Regions from separate parts of the Gossypium hirsutum genome. Here region 1 is linked to region 2. Evidence: chromatin contacts called from public Hi-C data. All regions are on one chromosome and are shown on one strand. Each heading gives the region's core, a stretch centred on a gene start, on an enhancer-like site or on the middle of the called end of the contact. The rest is flanking DNA. Distances are from core to core; before and after follow the strand shown.

Region 1 (2,780 bases), core at 193-2,692, 180 kb after region 2:
AATTTTTTCATTTACTTTAGGATAATTTGACAAATAATACAAGTTTAAGAGTTAAAAAAGACAAAAAATTAAATAAAAAATTAAAATAAATTTTCTAAAAAATTAAAGTACCAAATAAATTATTATACTTTATTTTTATTTCGAAATAAATTCGAATCTTATTTTAAATTTTGGAATCTTAATTGGACCTCGAAAAAAAAAACTTAAATCCACATGATTCAGAATAGCAATTAAATATATATTGTAGAAACAAAAAGATTCCGTATTTTCTTGTTTCATCCATTTTGGCCACCATGACCTTAAATTAAATTTTTTTATAATAATTGTTTAAGTTTTAAAAAATAGAAATAAATGTCGATTGATTTTTATTTTGATTAATATGGGTATTATTGTAAATTTAAGAAAAAAATAAATACTATCAGAACCTGTAATGAGATAGTTAAAAAAGATAAAATAAAATTTTCTCTCATTTGAATTTCTTCGAAGAAATAAAAAAAGAGAAGTCAAAATTGGCTGCGTTGGGAAGACTTGCAAATGCAGCATTTCTTCTCAATTTTCTTTACTGCTCCAACTAACAAAAATGCAATGTAATTTATTGTTATTAGGGTTAATTGCATTATATACCCTCAAACTATGATTAAGATTTTAAATTATTCTCAAACTTCAAGCCATTGTAATTAAAATTTTAAAGTATTAATATCAATATCGATCAAGTTCTTCTGTCAACGTAGATATTAATTTGTTGTTATCAGTACCTCTCTCAATAAAAATCTCACCACCCTTACCTCGTTGTATCATGATATTACCGACTATGACCTCACCAAAAGCAACACTTTGACAACTAATAGTAAATGTTGGATCTTTCCTTGCATGTACTATACATGGGACTTCGCCTAGTCCATGTATATTTCATAATTGCCTATCTAGAGGGTTATTGTGCTCCTTAAATGGTCGACACAATGAGAGCCGTGCTATACACATGTAAGATCTAAGGTTGAATGAGGGCCACCTTCACTTATAAATATTCTTCTTCCTTCTTTACACACACACATATAGAGAAACACCTCTTTCCTTCTCCAGCTACTCTCAGCACTCAACTATTGTGTGAACAACCAACTCTGATGCCTACATGTCTTACCTATTAAGACTTGTATATTAAATATCAGCTCAAATATGAGGTAGTACATATTTAAAATAACGTGGATTATATCGTAAACACATATAATTATTATTTGAAAAATTTAAAGATTAGGTGTTTCTATAAAATTACAAATTTAATCACAAAAAGATTATAATTGTTTACTAATGCTTTGGTTATTTATTAAATATTTTAAAGATTAAGAATGAGAATGTTTAGCACAAGTATGATATTTTATAATAAAAAATAATGGAGCAATCATATAGTAGTTGAATAAAATATGCAAAAGAAAGTGAAAATGGTAGGTTCTCATATTTGACCAAAGATAAATTAAAATAAAAATAAGAAGAGCCCAAAAGGCAAAGGTGCTTTCTTCAATTTTAAGTTACAATCAACGAATCCGCTTTATCCAAACCTAACTCTTTCCGGCAGGAATCTCGATTCGCCGCCGTAACCGCCGCCGCCCCCGCTTCCTCCTTCCTTTTCAGGTGGGTTTCAATAGTTCCGATTCCCATTTCACTCTCCAAATTATTCTCAAATTTCGATTAAACCCAGTTTATTTTTAAACTAAAATTTGAAATTCACGAGCTGATCTGTCAGATTAATCCTACGAATCGCTCTGTTGGACACACCACTGACCGTAATTCGAGCTCCCATCGTCATCATAAGGATTAAGAAGAAAAAAAAAGATTATTTTATGTATGTTTCCATATATTTATTTCTACTCCGTGGTTGTGGAATTTGTTGGTGACAATCACGGAGCCGAAGCGCCTTAAAACGGATATGCAGAGCGGTGGGAACTTGTCGAGGAGTAGTAACAGTCCATCAGTGAGAGTGCCGTCGTTGTCGCCGCCACCGCAGTCTCAGCAGTCGTCGAGGCGGCTCAGCTTGTGCTCGCAAATAGCTACTCATTCCTCCCCGATTGTGTTCCCGGAGAAACGTACTAAGAAGCCCAAAGCTTTCTCAAAACGCAGCGAAGCCTCTATCGCGGACGATCAAACTGGTAATAAATCTAAAAGGGAAGAGCATCGAATCGATATTGGTGGAGGGGATGAAAAATCTGATTTGCTTGGTTATGTAGTTTACTCAGGGAAGCTCATTTTAGATAAGAGAAAGAATGTCCCAGATGATAATAATAATTCCACCGTAGAGAAGGATTCTTCTAATGATACAGCTAACGAGCAAGCTGTTGCTGCTAAACTGACTAGCAAGGCATTGGTTTGGGGTTCACATGTATTGTCTCTTGATGACGTTGTCTCGGTAAATATTTCATCTCTGCAATAGATCATTCCAATGAATAAGGTTTAATTTTGGGTTTTTGTTTGCAATCATCCTATTCAGTTTCTTTTATCTTGATAGGTATCCTACAATGTTGGTGTTAGACATTTCACCGTGCATTCTTACCCTCTTAAAAAGGGTGCTTGTGGCTTTTCGGCTTTTATTAAACCAAAGAGAAGCCAAAAGGATTTTCGATTCTTGGCTTCTAGTGTAGAAGAGGCGGTTCAATGGGTTGGTGGGTTTGCAGACCTGCAGTGTTATATCAATTGTTTGCCTCACCCTTTAGTTTCTTCGAAGAAGCAAGCTTCTTCTGAATTGTTTCCGATGGATACTCCACCTGAGCTCGTGTTCAGATGCAAGAATC
Region 2 (3,130 bases), core at 259-2,758:
CTTGATTAGAATAGGGGGATAGCCAGTCACCAAAGCTGCTATCTGTCTATCCTCAAATCCACTTCTTTTAAGATATGCAAAGTTTGGTCTTAGAATCTTGTCAACATCACGGCACAAGACTTCAGGAAAGTTCATGGTCACTGTTTGAAGATCTGTCTTGGATAAACCAACCGATTTTAAGAACTCGGTTGTAGGACGTAGCCTTTTGTTGACACTATAACCCATTATAAACGGGTATTTTGCCAGAACTTTACCGATCATCCATTCTCTGGTAAGGCCAAGTGTGGCAAGGAAGTTAACAATATCTGTGAGTTTAGATTCAATGCTATAACTGATAAGCCTAGGATTTAGCAATATCATTTTGCCTAGTTGCCTTTCAGAGACTCCCAATGCTTGAAAGAAAGCCAAGAGTGGGCAAAGCTTCTCTTGCACACTGTGTGAGACTATTTGAGGGAATCTAGCAATGGCAGAAGCAACTTCGCGGCGTTCGGTTCCTAGCGTAGCAAGGCACTCTACCATGGGGACAAGCTTCTCATATAGACCAAGGGCAAGGATTTTGGGGCACTTGGAAACAACAGAAGGTAGCTTTCTCTCTTGAATACCAATGCTTTTCAGGTAAGACCAGTTTTCGGAGGCTCTTTCCTTGTGCACGCGTTGAAGGCGCTTACATTTCTTGAACATTTCATTGATGCTTTTATCATCAAAACCTTTGTCTCTGAAGAACCACATGATGCTACCACCATTTTGACAGCTAGTAACATCCATGTCTGCAACAAAGGCACAAGCAGATAAATGACATTAACTCTAGAAACAATCATATAAATTCACATTCACTTGAAGACTAAAAAAGTAAATTATGTTGCAATGGAGCCATAGTTAAGAAGCTGGAAAGCACAAGTTAGCTTCCCTGGAATTATCATCAAAAGAAGCAAGCAATGAAAAAAAATGGTGCCTCTTGAAGGAAGATTCTTACAAAGATAAATTACTAAATAACAGTAAAAAAAGAAGATGGATTCAAGGGGCTGCAAGAAACAAACAATTGATAATAGAATTTCATCAAGTGAATGACACCAAGCAACAAAGCAAAGGTTTCCCAAGAGAGTGTTCTAAACAAAATAGAGAAAAAGAAAGAAAGAAAGAAAGAAACACAGACAATTTTACAGTGGGTTTCTGAGGTTGATTGAAAGATGCAACATTACCTTTACCTATTGAAACTGAAATAGTGAAAAACAAAGGCAAAACCCAAGTGCTCTCTGCAAGTGACTAGGTTGTGGGTGCATTAGAGCTTCATAAGCTAATGGCGTGGAAAAGGAGCTTTGAGCTCTGACTCTGGGTATTTTATAAAACCTTATCTTAATATCCAGTGCCCCTTCGCTAATGGGGTCTTAGTTTACCGCTGAAAGAAAAACAAGAAGTTGCTCACTTTTGCTCCCCATATTACCGCTATTACCCTTCATGCTTGTATTTAAAGTACTGTTTTACCCCTAAAGGTCTAAACTTTTCCCCTTTGTTTTCTTTTGGGCTAAAAAAACCTAACTTCCCTAAGCTTAAACCCTCGTTCCCTGTCAAACCCATTGTTGTTTCTTTGAATTGTAGAAAAAAACAGCCTTTGGTACTTTTTGGGGGCTCAAAACCCTAACATTCCCTGTGAAACCCATAGCAGTTTTCCTTGCATTGAAGAAGAAAAAGAACAGCCTTTGGTACTAGAAACCAGTGCTGCAATATGGAATCATCACAAGCTCGGCGGGTTTTAACGAAGCTGATGAAGGTTTTAACTTTGAGGCCCCATCACCCCGTTTCAAGGGCAGCACCTTCATCATGTGTCTTGCAAACGCGCCTTTTCAGCGATATAAAACGACCCATCACTGAAAATGAATCCATCAGGAGCAATGAGGATGATGATGGGGCTACCGAACATATTTCCAAACGACCCTTAAGGGGTCGAAGGCCTTTCAATCCGTCTTTTAGAGAAACCGAAGGAGCCAGCTTTGATCGTAATCGTTCCTCGTTTCAATCCCCCAATGCCAAATTTGCTTCTGATCCTACAAAGAAGAGAGAAGATTCTCAATCTGATGTTAACTTCTTGGAAAAATTCAAGCTTGGGCTTGAAAACAAGAGAGAAAGAGTACCCTCTGAGTCAGAAGCAATGCATAGAAAAGAGCATGAAGAAAAGCTTTCCCCACCAGAGGATGCTGATGAGATTTTCAAGAAAATGAAAGAGACAGGTCTTATCCCCAATGCTGTAGCCATGCTTGATGGTTTATGTAAAGATGGGCTTATCCAAGAAGCAATGAAGCTTTTTGGATTAATGAGGGAAAAGGGTACAATCCCGGAAGTTGTAATATACACAGCTGTTGTTGATGGCTTCTGCAAAGCACACAAGCTTGAGGATGCAAAGAGAATTTTCAGGAAGATGCAATCAAAAGGTGTGATCCCCAATGCTTTTAGTTATACTGTTTTGATTCAAGGATTGTATAAATGTAAGCACTTGGATGATGCCATTGAGTTTTGTTTGGAAATGGTTGAAGCTGGACATTCTCCAAATGTCACCACATTTGTGGGCTTGGTTGATGGATTGTGCAAGGAGAAGGGTGTGGAAGAAGCAGTGAATGTTATTGGAACCTTAAAACAAAAGGGATTTCTGGTTAATGATAAAGCTGTTAGACAGTTCCTGGATAAGAGGGCTCCTTTTTCACCTTTGGTTTGGGAAGCAATATTTGGGAAGAAAACCTCTCAGAAAGCATTCTAAGTTTTTTTTTTTTTTTGTTAGGCTTCTAAAATTTGTAAGTCTCTTTGTCCTGCCCCTTTTTTCTTGGCTTACTGTTATTTAATTACATCTATTACATGGAAGATTCTTAGAATTTATGAATGGATGTTACCTCTTTCTTTATACAACTTCTCATGTTTGTATTTTGCTGCCTGAATGTGTTGGTTGGTATGTTTTTGAGCTGTTACGTGCATGATAGATCAATACAAGTAGCGGTGGTGCCATTTTTTTTTCTTATTTGAGTAGCTCCTACACAAAACTGATGCTATGTTGTGTCATAACTAAAATTAGATTAGAATATATGTGGCAAAATGATTTGATAAATGAGTTAGCCTTAAACTACAAGAAGAGAAAACAAAAGGA

The links. A called contact is a pair of places that touch in the nucleus more often than the background predicts.
Region 1: a Hi-C map of leaf shows a contact between it and region 2, with 4 times the contacts expected there. The contact joins the promoter of LOC107920043 here to the promoter of LOC107919824 in region 2. A contact is called at or near these places in 6 of 34 Hi-C or Micro-C datasets (all in leaf).

What each region holds. Positions count from the first base shown.
Region 1 is chrD13:8,450,426-8,453,205 of Gossypium_hirsutum_v2.1, forward strand. It overlaps LOC107920043 (sphingoid long-chain bases kinase 1), which reads left to right and starts at 1,443. Exons shown (of 9, transcript XM_041110183.1): 1 at 1,443-1,626; 2 at 1,739-2,398; 3 at 2,498-2,780. The coding sequence starts at 1,922.
Region 2 is chrD13:8,270,345-8,273,474 of Gossypium_hirsutum_v2.1, forward strand. LOC107919824 (pentatricopeptide repeat-containing protein At4g38150) reads left to right here and starts at 1,509. Exons shown (of 2, transcript XM_016849205.2): 1 at 1,509-2,426; 2 at 2,529-2,867. The coding sequence starts at 1,724. The coding sequence ends at 2,749. It overlaps LOC107919825 (transcription termination factor MTERF6, chloroplastic/mitochondrial), which reads right to left and starts at 1,358. Exons shown (of 3, transcript XM_016849207.2): 1 at 1,200-1,358; 2 at 1-767. The coding sequence starts at 765.